Regions from separate parts of the Sus scrofa genome. Here regions 1, 2 and 3 are each linked to region 4. Evidence: chromatin contacts called from public Hi-C data. All regions are on one chromosome and are shown on one strand. Each heading gives the region's core, a stretch centred on a gene start, on an enhancer-like site or on the middle of the called end of the contact. The rest is flanking DNA. Distances are from core to core; before and after follow the strand shown. Region 1 holds the start of SREBF2 (sterol regulatory element-binding protein 2). Region 2 holds the start of EP300 (histone acetyltransferase p300). Region 3 holds the start of RBX1 (E3 ubiquitin-protein ligase RBX1). Region 4 holds the start of TOB2 (protein Tob2).

Region 1 (2,700 bases), core at 62-2,561, 300 kb before region 4:
GCATGGGTTCTGGACAATCTAAAGTTAACACCTCCTGCTCTCAGTGTCCTGTAAAGTAGGAGCAATAAGAACATCTATCTCGAGTGACTGTAGTGAGGAATAAGTGAAACAATATAAAGTGTCTGGGGCCTAGAATATCGGAAGAGCCCAACTACTGAGAATTATTATTTTGGTGACTAACCTATTCACTGGACTCCTCACCCCCCAGGATCAGGTAGTGGCGACACCAACACTGGCCCAGGAACTGTGCTCTGTAACCAGCTGGGGGACCCCGGGCAAGCCGCTGACCCTCTGCAAACTTTAGGTTCCGTAGCCACCAAATGAGAGTATTGCAAGAGAGCATCCCTGGGCTCCTACCAGCTCTTCCTTTCCGCTGTTAAGGTCGTCGGAACAAAGGCCACCCGCTCCCCAGCCTGTCCCCGAGGGGCCACAACTCAAAACTCCTGCTGCTCAACTCCCTGTGCAGAACGACAGCAGGAGCGGCCCGGTCTCAACCCCGGAGAGATGCGTCCACGTTACGCCGCCACCACTCGTTTCATCAGCAACCTGCTTCTGCGGCCGCTCGCTGCCCAAAGTTTCCCGAAGCACGGAGAAACTGGGCCGTGGCTCAACCCGGAGAAGACCTGAGGGGTGAGCGCGCGGAGCCTGGGGGCCCGGCCCCGGGAATCCCAAGCTGCCCACGCGGCCGGGCGGGGAGTGACAGGTGCGACGTGGGCCCGCTGGCTGGCAAGCGGGACCTCGGGCGGCGCGTGTAGGCGCGCAAGGGAAACGGCGGCCGCGCGCTCCCCTCAGGCCGCTCCCCCGCGACGCCCCCGACAAGATCCCATGGTCTGCCGAAACCGAGCGGCCCGGCGGGGCTGAAACCCGCAGCGCCGAGGGCTGGGGACTGCCGGGGCGACCGCGCGTGCCGGTTCTTCCCGCGCGAGACTGGGGTGCCGGGGGATGGGCGTACGCGCCCCCGCGCGCGCCGCCGTAACCCCTTCCTCTCCGCGCGCCCCCGCACTCCCATCCACCCACCCACCCATCACTCACCGTCGATGTCCCCTAGGGTCAGCTCGTCGCCCAGCTCCGTGAGGGTCTCCATGGTCTCCAGACCGCCCAGCTCGCCGCTTTCGTCCATCGCCCGGCTCGGCGCAGAGGACCCCCCTGCCGTCCCGCTCAGGGAGACGCGAGGGCGGTGCCGCCGTCACCACCCATGACACCCAAGAGCTCCCGCCCGGTACTGCCTCACCGGCCGGTGCCAACCGCCGCCATGTTTGCGCTGCGCGGGAGGGCGGGGCGGGATTCCCCCGCCCCAACCCGCGCCCTCTATGGCCCCGCCCCCAGGCCGCGCACCCCCTTGTTTGTTGTCAATGGGACCAGGCCCATCTTGACCAATCGCCTTGCGGAGCGGCGCGTGGGGTGATGGCGCGTCAACGATCAGCAGCTCAGATTTGCATAAGAAGGCTCCTCCCCTGGCGGCCTCTTAGCGAATGCGAAGAGAAGGCTCCGGGTCCTCAGTCCAACCTTCTTCCCCTCGTTTAAAGGAACCGCTCCCTTTTTTGTTGGTTTGGCTCCGCAAGCTACTACCTCTGACTGCTGGGAGTTGAAGGGTTAACAAGTTCCGCCCCCGGCCGCGGGAGGCCCCCGAAGCCAGCCTTAAGCACATTACGTCATCTTCCCAGCTGTTCCCGCCCTCCCCACGATCCCAGCCCGCTGGGGAAGCGGGTGGAATCAAACCTAGACCCCTAGTACTGGAGCACGGAGGAATCCTTAGATCGTTAAAGTCACGTTCCAGCTAAGCCCCTTGCAAAGGCGCTACGAAAGCTCGCGAACCGCCTAAGAGTGGAGCATGTTTTGCAATTCATGCGCCTTTGCACCTGCCGCGACGACGCGCTTACTCCGACAGCCTCACCCAGTCTCACCCCGGTACATCAGAATCCCTTGCAGTCCTTTAAAATAATGCCAGTGCCTGGAACTATCACAGGCCTCCAGAGGTTGGGTCCGGGCATGAGCATCATGCGGGGATTATGAGGCGCAACCCACCCACGGATTCCCACTCTTAAACTTCTCAGTTCTGCAGCTGGTCACGATATAAACAAATGTGCACGTTTCTAGGAATTTATAAATAAGGAAGACAAATATGAGTGTTTAAAAAATTTGCAAGTTTGTGTGTTCAAAGGCGTTCATCAGAGTCTTCTGTAAATTGAGAAAAATTGGGAAGCCCAATAACGACCTGCTGAATAAATTACATCCACACAATGTAATTATCATGGCATCATTAAACATTACATACATGAATGTCTATCTGTTGACAACGACTTTCACAGTATTAAAAGGGGAAAGTATGTTTACTGCTGGTCTGTGAGAGGCAGCTGTTGCTTGGTGGTCAAGACAGACTTCACAGGCCCTGTGAAGGCAGGCATACGGGTCCATTTATGAACGAGTGACTCTGAGCTAAATAAACGCCCTAAGCTTCAGTTTTGTCATCTCTAACATGGGAATAGTGTCCCTCATAGTTGTGAGGAAAGTGGAATCACACAATTCAACCAATCACATTGCACATTCATTTGACAATATTTATTGAACATCTCTGGGGCAAGCAAAGAGACAATTCCTGCCCTCTGAGAGCCTCTGGTCCGGTAAAGAAAACATTGATATTTAAGACGAAACCTGAAATTATGAGAACTGCATCTGGTATAGCCAAGGGAACAAACAACA
Region 2 (2,700 bases), core at 98-2,597, 310 kb after region 4:
AGGGCCGGAGATGAGAGTTTAGGCCGCTTGGCTGAAGGCGGCCCCGGTTCCACCACATTCTCGGCCATTTTTAATTCTTTCGGAGATACAGGCGAGGAAAACGAGAATCCTCGGGAAATCTCTTCTTCAGCCCGGGGTCCCCGCCCGGATCCCTGGGGTGGGCTTGGGGGACTCCGCCGGCCCCCGAAGGGGGTGGGGGAAGTTCCTTTTTCTCTTCGCCGGATCGCGGTGGCTGAAGAGGGATGCGGACTCGATAGAAAAGGTAGGGGCGAGCGCGAGGGGCCGGGCCTGGGCCCAGGCCCGGAGGAGGGCACAGGCACACAAATGCGCCGAGCGCGTCCGCTGCGGCGAATTCCCGAGAACTCGCGACTCTAGAGGCGCAGTCCCCGGCCCGCCACGGCCGGCCCCTGCCCAGCCGAGGTCTCTCGGAGCTCCGCCGCCGCCATCAGCTTCTTCCTCCTCGGCGCTGTCCTCCTCCTTCTCATCGCCACAAGGAGGCGGGGGCGAAAAGGGGGGAGAGGAGGAGGCGACGAGAGACACTCACCTCCTCCCGGTGCCCCCTCCCGGACCTGAGCCCCCACCCTCCGAACCCTCCTCCTGCCGCCGCGCTCCGCGCCGCCGCCGCACCGGCCCCTAATGGCCGCAGAGAGCTCGCCCGAACCGAGAGCCAGGCTGGCGCCGCCGCCTCACATCGCGCGGCGGGCGGCGGAGGCGCGGCGAGGACGCCGGGCCCGGAGCTCGCCGACCCAGAGGGCCAAGGGGGCCGGGCCGAGCCGCGCCGCCCGCGCCGACACCAAGCCCACCGAGGAGGCCCCGCTCTGGCGGGCGGCGCAGGCGGCTTCCCCTCGCGCCGCGCTCTCCTCTTTCGCTCTTCCCTCCCGCGGAAAATAAATAAATACGGCCGCCGCTACGGCCCCCACCCCCGGCGACCAGGTGCCGGGAGCGCCCGCCCCCGGGGCTCCGCTCGGGGCCGCCCTCGGCGGCGGGCGAAGGCGCCGCGGGGCGCGGGGTTATGTAATGGTCCCCCCTAGGCGTCGACGCCGGCCCGGCTCCCGGGCCGCGGTGGGGGTGTGTGCGGGCGGGAGGGGCTGGGGGTCGCCTCAGCCCGTGCGCCCCGGGCCCCCTGCCACTGTCTCGGCCCCTGCCGCCTCTCTCCGGCCCGGCTCCCCTCCGTACTCTCGCTCTCGCAGTTCGCACTCAGCCCGGCGTCCCGCTTGCCCACTCTCGCCCGCTCCCTCTCGCCCTCTCTCCCCCCCAGCCTAGCACACAAACAAGATGGCGGCTGTTGTTTCTTCCCTCTGCCGAATCCTCCTTACAGGCTAGCGGTAGCAGCGGCGGCCGGAAATGAGCCAAAGGGGGGGGTGAAAAAAAGGGGAGGGGTTGGGCCTCCGGAGGGAGGTGGCAGGGGGCGGGGCCTCGGGCCTAGCGGCTCACACAATGGGGGAAGAGGATCCGGGGGCGGGGCCGGCTCCAATCACGGGATCCGCCCAAGGCCCCAACGCGGTTGGCGCTTCCGCAAACTCCCCCGGCGTCACCCGGTGGCTCCCTTTAAAGGGGAGGTTTGAGGGGGGGGGGGTCAGGGGCAGACTTGGGATCTATTTTCAGTCGGTGGACACTTACCAGGGAAGGTGCCTGGGCTGGGTCTCTGCGTAGGAGCCCGGTGGGAACCGGGGGTGACGGAGCCCAGCAGTTACGCCGGGAAGGCGCCAAGTCACCGCACAGGTGGCGGAATAGGAGCGCCGTGGGGATGGCCCTGCGCCCCGGGCCCTTAGCTGACTGGTCTTCCGAACCCCGTTGAATTTAGCAGGCAGAGGATACCCTGCCGCTCGATATTCCGGGCCAGAGACAGTGCGTTCTTCTCCATCTCTTAACCAAATGGAAAAGCTCATATCCAAAAACCACGCCGATTACGAGTTGTTGTTTCCTTTTCCCCCTAACTTTCCAGTTTTTTTTGCCAGTGAACATACATTATTTTGATAATCAGGAAACAAAAATCACAGCAGCGAGAAGATGTTTTAAGACCAGATCCAAATTATTTCTTGCTCACCACGTGGACACACGCCCCTACCAGGTAGCACTCTAACCAAAGGAGCCTTGAATTATTTTCTGAACACGTCCTGGACCTGAAGACATTTTAGGGTGTTTCTTTTAACCCACTCTCAAAAACCAGCTTGAAACAACAACAAACACGTTTAGGCAGTGCCTTAAAGATAATGTATGGGGAAAGAAGCAGAAACATACTGTGCTTAAGGTAATGTAAGGAGGGAAAAAAGCAGAAAAAGAAGTAATGATGGAGGAAAATGCTTGAATATAAATAAAATGTATGTGTGACAACTGTTGTGCAAAGGAGGGCCTCACCAGCATTCTTTCGCATTCCTACACGTTACAGGATTCCTCCGTGTTTGGCCTTGGGTAAATTGGTACTCGAAGTGGCAAGGTCTCCCTAAAGAAACTTCTATCAGTAGTATCAATGGAGATAGTTAAAAACTTTTAAAGCGTATTTCAAGTCTCATGCTCCTTAGTTGATGTTTGCCTATTGTCGAGTTTACTTTGTTTTTTGTTGTTGTTTATTGCCTCCCCCTCTCCCCAGAATTGAACTACTTGTTTATTGAATTTTAAATGAATAGGAGAATAACTTTTAAGAGCCTAGGAGTGAAAATCTTAACGAAGCAACTCAGGTTCCCACCAAGGATGAATGCT
Region 3 (2,700 bases), core at 84-2,583, 430 kb after region 4:
CTGGCTTCTGCAATAAATATTCCCAAACTCCCTTTCACCCCCTAATTTGGTGACACGTCCCAAACCTTCATCTCCTTCAAACCTAATTTTCAATGTCTAGCAACTTCTTCAACACTTTTCACCGACAGCTTCAACTTGGAGGAAAGAAGAAAAAAAAAATCTTACTTCTATTCTTCAATATGGCTGCTGGCTGTAACTGAGCATGCAGTGCCCACAATGAAACGCCAAAACGCATTAGACGGGGGAATACCGTCAGGGTTTAGCTAGATGTTCCAGGGATAAAATCTTCCCTATTTGGAATCTTCATTTTGGACAGATTTGTTTTATCTAATGTGGGATGGGCACTTTTCTCCCAAACTGCTGGCAAATCACTGTAAGGCATTTCATGCAAAAAGACACGTTCCACATTTCTTCTTTCCCACTTTACCAGGTTGTTCGCAACTTGTATTCAACCCTCCCTACTTGAAACAATACTTGGGCTCCGTTTTCTTTTTAACAAATTCCACCATGCCTTTTTTTTTTTTTTTCGGATGGGGATTCTGGATATGACCGCAGGACTGGGGCGGCTGTGTAACAAATCAACAGACCTTTCAGAAGAGCCAAGAGTTACACTCGAGAAACTAACTCGGCAGGGGCGAGGGCCAGAGAGGGCTAATGGAGGCCTCGATTAGGCGAGGACCAGGTCGAGGTTCCTCAGAGGGACCCCAAGCTTTGGATAGGGGCGGGGCACGGAGATCACTAGCCCGGTCCTCAGAAGCCTCCAATGCGGTAGGACCTCAGGTTCCCGGCTTGGGCCGTACTGTCCCATCCTCCACCCACCGCAGCCCTCGACTCCCCCTTCCACCCGCCCCACCCTCGCCTTCCCCACCCCTCCACCACTCCAGTGACAGCTCAGGCGCTTGGCTCCTGCATCCAAGTCGCAACCCCGCGCATCTCAATAAGCACCTCCGTGATTGGCCCCTCAGCCTCCGAGCGAAACCAACACTGGCACTGACAGTGGGCCGCAGTCACGCCGATCAACCCTAAGACCCGCCTCCCGGCTTCCTTTGGTGGTACCCGGTCCCCGGAACGCCCTGAAATGAAGCCCTTTCCTCCGCGCCTTGGTCATCCTGGGCCTGCCAGCCAGATCCGCGCCTCTCTAGTTTCCCTGAGGAAGGCGCTGGCGAGACCCAACCTTTTTCACTTCAAAGCGCTTCTTGCCCGCGCCGCTGTTGGTGCCGCTCGGGGTATCCACATCCATCGCTGCCGCCATTTTGGAAACACACGATCTGTCGTCTCGTTACTGCGCCTGCGCGCCAGCGCACGTCTCACTCCCCCTCCCGTCCGGACACCTCCTCCCGCACCCCACCCCTCACTGGCGCGCGAGGGGCAAGTGGGGGCGGAGCGTGTGGCCACGCCTCTTAAAGGCGCTGGTGCTGGTTCCCCCCGCCCCCCACTCTACCCCGCGTCGGCTGGGAGGAGGCGGTTGCCGGAGCTGCTGGGGCGGGGCCGGGCGGGGCCGGGCCGACGCGAGAGAGCCGGGTGGAAATGTTCGAAAGGACTCGCTCTCATCGCCCTTCCTCGGGAAGCCCCCGGCCTCACTCCCTCCGCAGGGGCGGCGGCTGTTTCCTCCGCCTCGGCCGCGACCTGCAGCCCGCGCACAGCCTATCCTTCCCCGCCGCCGCGCAGCTCCAGTGCCCGCGGGTCCTCGTCGCGTTCTTCCGGGGAAAGGGCGAGGGTGGGCGTCCCGCCTCCTGCTGCGGAAACCCAAGACCTCACTCTTAGTGGTCTTTCTCAGATCCTGACCCACTTCTGAGCCCGGCCTGAGGTCCTAGCCTCCTTGGGCCATAGCACCTTTCCAGCCAAAGCACCTGTGCTTTCTATCACCTTCCCATTTGTAGACCACCTCTCCACTTTTTTTTCATCTCTAATCTTGCAGAGGTATGACTGCTAGATCACTCTTAAATCTTGTATTGGCTTATTTGAAATCTCGTATCTTCTCTTAAAAGAAAGCTGAAGAGTAATGGATGGTCTTGACTCCACTGTTAAACCAGAAGTAGGGTTTGTTTCCTTGTCTTAATTTTAAACAGGAAAACAAATCTGTGAAAACGCCGCAGCTTTAACCGGAGTAGAGAGAGAAGACTTGTGAGAGACCTTAAAGTTTTAGTAGGAACACTACCAAGTTTTTCTAAGACCAAGTTTTGTTAAATGAATGATTCCATATCAAGAGTTCTGTCATCTAATTTATTGTGTTCCCGCAGGAATACTAGAAACCCATAGTAAATTAAGGTATCGAGGGCATATTTATCCTTCATTCAACACTTTCACTGAATGTAACTATATATATAATATGTATTCATTAACTATGTATTATATATATATAAATATATATGAAATAGGACCTGGGGTCCTATGTATGTATATAGGTCTCATAATGTATATATACCCCAGGTACTATTATAGATGGGAGAGACTGATGAAGGAGTGAAACTTCTGGTAGGGAAGTAACACACAAGTCAACAAATAAATGCTTCAAAAAATCTCAGTAAAGGAATTCCCATTGTGGTTCAGTGGAAGCAAATCTGACCAGCATCCATTAGGACACAGGTTCAATCCCTGGCCTCGCTCAGTGGGTTAAGGATCCGGTGTTGCGGTGTTGCCATGAGCTGTGGTGTAGGTTGCAGACGCAGCTCAGATCCCGCGTTGCTGTGGCTGTGGTGT
Region 4 (2,700 bases), core at 148-2,647:
TGTCTTGTAAGGTTTCCTTTTGGGGTATACACACTGAAGAGCACAGTACGGGAAGGATGCAAGCTGGCCAGAACGGTGACCTTTAAATTAAGAACAGCAACTATTTGAGCCAAGCTTTACATACAGTATCATATCTAATCCCCACAGGATCTCGATCTCCATTTTAAGGACGAGAGGACAGGTCTGACGGTATAAAGAGAATTTGTGCCTTTCAATCAAGATAACCCGGTTGGTGGCAGAATTGGGATTCAAACCCACCTACTTCTAAGGCTGCCTCTAGTAAATAACTACAAATACCAGTATCCCTTGCAGCGCCCCAATGCGCAAACGCACTCCCCCCCAAGACCTCCATGGCTCCACGCCCCCGCCTCCCAGTCCTAAAAGGTTGGATCGAACATCCAATCAGATGTCGCCGCTCCCTGTTTCCGACCAATGGGAAGGCTGTTGCTAACATACTGGTTATATTTTTAGCGCTTCAGCACCAGGGAGCGGCGAGCCAGATCTCGCTGGGTTGCGACTCGCGAGGAGAGGAGAGGGGAAGGGAGGAGAGGGAGGTGGGGGAGGAGGAAAAAAAGGGGAGGGATGGAGTCGGGCAAGGCGGTGGGGGCGTGTAAGTGACGCTCTGCCACTTGCTGACGCACAAGCAAGTAGTCCCTGGAGGTGCCCCAGGGGATAAAGCGCTCGGGGTGTGGGGGATGGGGACGCTCCGGCCCAGGCTCCCTCCCCCTTCTTGTCCCCTTGGAGTTTGCCCTCCAGTCCAGCGTTTCTCCGCTGCAGTCAGGAGAAGCGCATTAAACCCCTACGCTACCATTGCCGCCTGTCCTTGCCAAAAAAAGTGATCAAGGAAAAAAAAACTGCAAACCGTGTCTGGAAACTTTTGGATCTCGCCACCCCACGTGGGTTCGGCGACTGCCGTTGGGCCGGAACCATCTAGAATGAGAATAAAGTGTGAGAGAGAGTTAGGGAATGGGCGATTAAAGAAGGGATGGGAATAAGACTTAAGGCGAAAGCTCCCAGTGGCCCTGGGCTTCACCTGGCAGTCTACCGTGCCTGTGACCTCACTCGGCACAGGCCTCCCCACCCCCAACTCCGCGCCCCTCACAGTGACAAAGTAGCCGAGTGACCCCCTTGGCCATAGCAGGGGCAAGGGATGTAAGTGCGAGTCTGAATCAAGGGACCGTCTGGTGCGCAAGCCTGGGGCATCTGGCATAAACAGGCGCCCTAGGATGCCGGCGAAGGCTGTTGCTGAAGGATGAGGCTCCAGTAACCCCTTTTTTGGGGGGGGTTCGACGACTGGGAAGAACCAAAAGGGGCGTCCTCTGACGCCGGAGCTCCGCCTGCAGCAGGCGGAGGACGCGCTCGCGCGTCTGCGCAGAGAGCGCTGGCCGGGTCCCTGCGGTGAGGTTAACCCGCGCCAGAGGCCGCGAGTGGAAGGTTAATGTATCGCTTGGCTCTTTTTCCTGCGCCCCCATCCTCCTCGCCCCTTCTTACTCCCGTTTTGCGTGCCCAAGCCCCGGTTTCTCCCTCGCACTCCCCTCGACGTTAGGCGTCGTCCCCAAATGAGGCACGAGGCTCTTGGAAGATTCGGGACAACTGGAGTTGATAAAGGTCCAAAATCTGTCCAGAACTCCAGTAGTCCCCTGAGCTCCCCACCCGCGAAGAGATTTTACTGGTGTGGTGCGAGTGCTGCGGGAAAAGTCGGACTGTCAGATGCGCCGAGCTGAAGGGATTCGCCGAGGTGGCCTGCGCGATGGTTCGGGAAAGCATACGAACCCTCGGCGCCAGGGCAGGTGCAGGGCTGAAGACACAGCGGGGACGTCCCCTTCTTTTGGACACCCATTCATCCAGCACACCTAAAGTGAGCAGCTGGGTCCCAAACCGGGACCCTACCCTCGCAAGCTTGCTGTCTGCATAGGGAAACACTTTACACGATGAGGACAATTTGAGCAGTTTGGGCATGAAGAAAATAACTACGATGCCGGCGTCGTGATGGGAAGGGGAGGCGGCCCGCGTTACACAGGGCGGTCAGAGGCAGCCTTGCTGATATTTGAGCCAGGATCTGAGTGAGGAGGGTGACCGGCCACCCACGCGTAGGACTAGGGCGGTGGCCAAGGGCCCCCGGGTTCCACGCGGAGCAGGGAGCCGCGCGCCTCCAGGGGTTAAGCTGCCTGCTGGCTGGGAAGTAGTCCCGGCCCAGCGCCCGGCCCCGCCCCTGCAGGGCGGAGGGACGCATCACGCAGGGGTGGGGAAGGCGGATCCGTGCGCAGGGTTGCTAAGGGTGAAACTTTTCATTGACTTTGCTCACTTCGGGCCGGGGCGCGGGAAGGAGCGGGTTCTTGGTGGGGGGGAGCGAGTGGCTTGGGAAACGCGAGGCCAGAAGGGCAAGACCAATTCGCCGGCCACAGCCCAGACCGTACTCCGCCCCGCGACACGAACCACCCTCGAGTCCGCCATCCGCGGTTCGTCGCCGCCGGCCGGCCCGCCCGCCCTCCGTCCCTAGCCGCCGAGCCCGACCTCCAAAAAGCAGAAAGAATTATTGAGAATCATAACCCATAAGCCCCCTCAATCGTCCCCCAACCCTCAACGAAGAAAAAGACACCTTGGCCCCCGGCCGGGCGGCGCCCGGGAGAGAAGGGAGAGTGACCTCCGCCCCGCGCTCAGGACCACCCTGGAGGGAGAAGCCGCCCCGCGGCCGGCACA

The links. A called contact is a pair of places that touch in the nucleus more often than the background predicts.
Region 1: a contact with region 4 is called in a Hi-C map of epiblast stem cells, with 2.3 times the contacts expected there. The contact joins the promoter of SREBF2 here to the promoter of TOB2 in region 4. A contact is called at or near these places in 2 of 47 Hi-C or Micro-C datasets (epiblast stem cells and heart right ventricle).
Region 2: a Hi-C map of liver shows a contact between it and region 4, with 4 times the contacts expected there. The contact joins the promoter of EP300 here to the promoter of TOB2 in region 4. A contact is called at or near these places in 4 of 47 Hi-C or Micro-C datasets (epiblast stem cells, liver and skeletal muscle).
Region 3: a contact with region 4 is called in a Hi-C map of skeletal muscle, with 5 times the contacts expected there. The contact joins the promoter of RBX1 here to the promoter of TOB2 in region 4. A contact is called at or near these places in 3 of 47 Hi-C or Micro-C datasets (heart right ventricle, liver and skeletal muscle).

What each region holds. Positions count from the first base shown.
Region 1 is chr5:6,783,413-6,786,112 of Sscrofa11.1, forward strand. SREBF2 (sterol regulatory element-binding protein 2) reads right to left here and starts at 1,312. Exons shown (of 19, transcript XM_021091444.1): 1 at 1,033-1,312. The coding sequence starts at 1,120. It overlaps MEI1 (meiosis inhibitor protein 1), which reads right to left. Exons shown (of 36, transcript XM_021091442.1): 36 at 2,545-2,700. It overlaps CCDC134 (coiled-coil domain-containing protein 134), which reads right to left. Exons shown (of 7, transcript XM_021091452.1): 7 at 2,545-2,700.
Region 2 is chr5:7,393,168-7,395,867 of Sscrofa11.1, forward strand. EP300 (histone acetyltransferase p300) reads right to left here and starts at 1,348. Exons shown (of 32, transcript XM_001929213.5): 1 at 1-1,348. The coding sequence starts at 68.
Region 3 is chr5:7,514,055-7,516,754 of Sscrofa11.1, forward strand. RBX1 (E3 ubiquitin-protein ligase RBX1) reads right to left here and starts at 1,334. Exons shown (of 5, transcript XM_021091464.1): 1 at 1,175-1,334. The coding sequence starts at 1,252.
Region 4 is chr5:7,085,000-7,087,699 of Sscrofa11.1, forward strand. TOB2 (protein Tob2) reads left to right here and starts at 1,398. Exons shown (of 2, transcript XM_021091455.1): 1 at 1,398-2,700. LOC110260629 (a long non-coding RNA gene) reads right to left here. Exons shown (of 7, transcript XR_002343880.1): 7 at 1-930.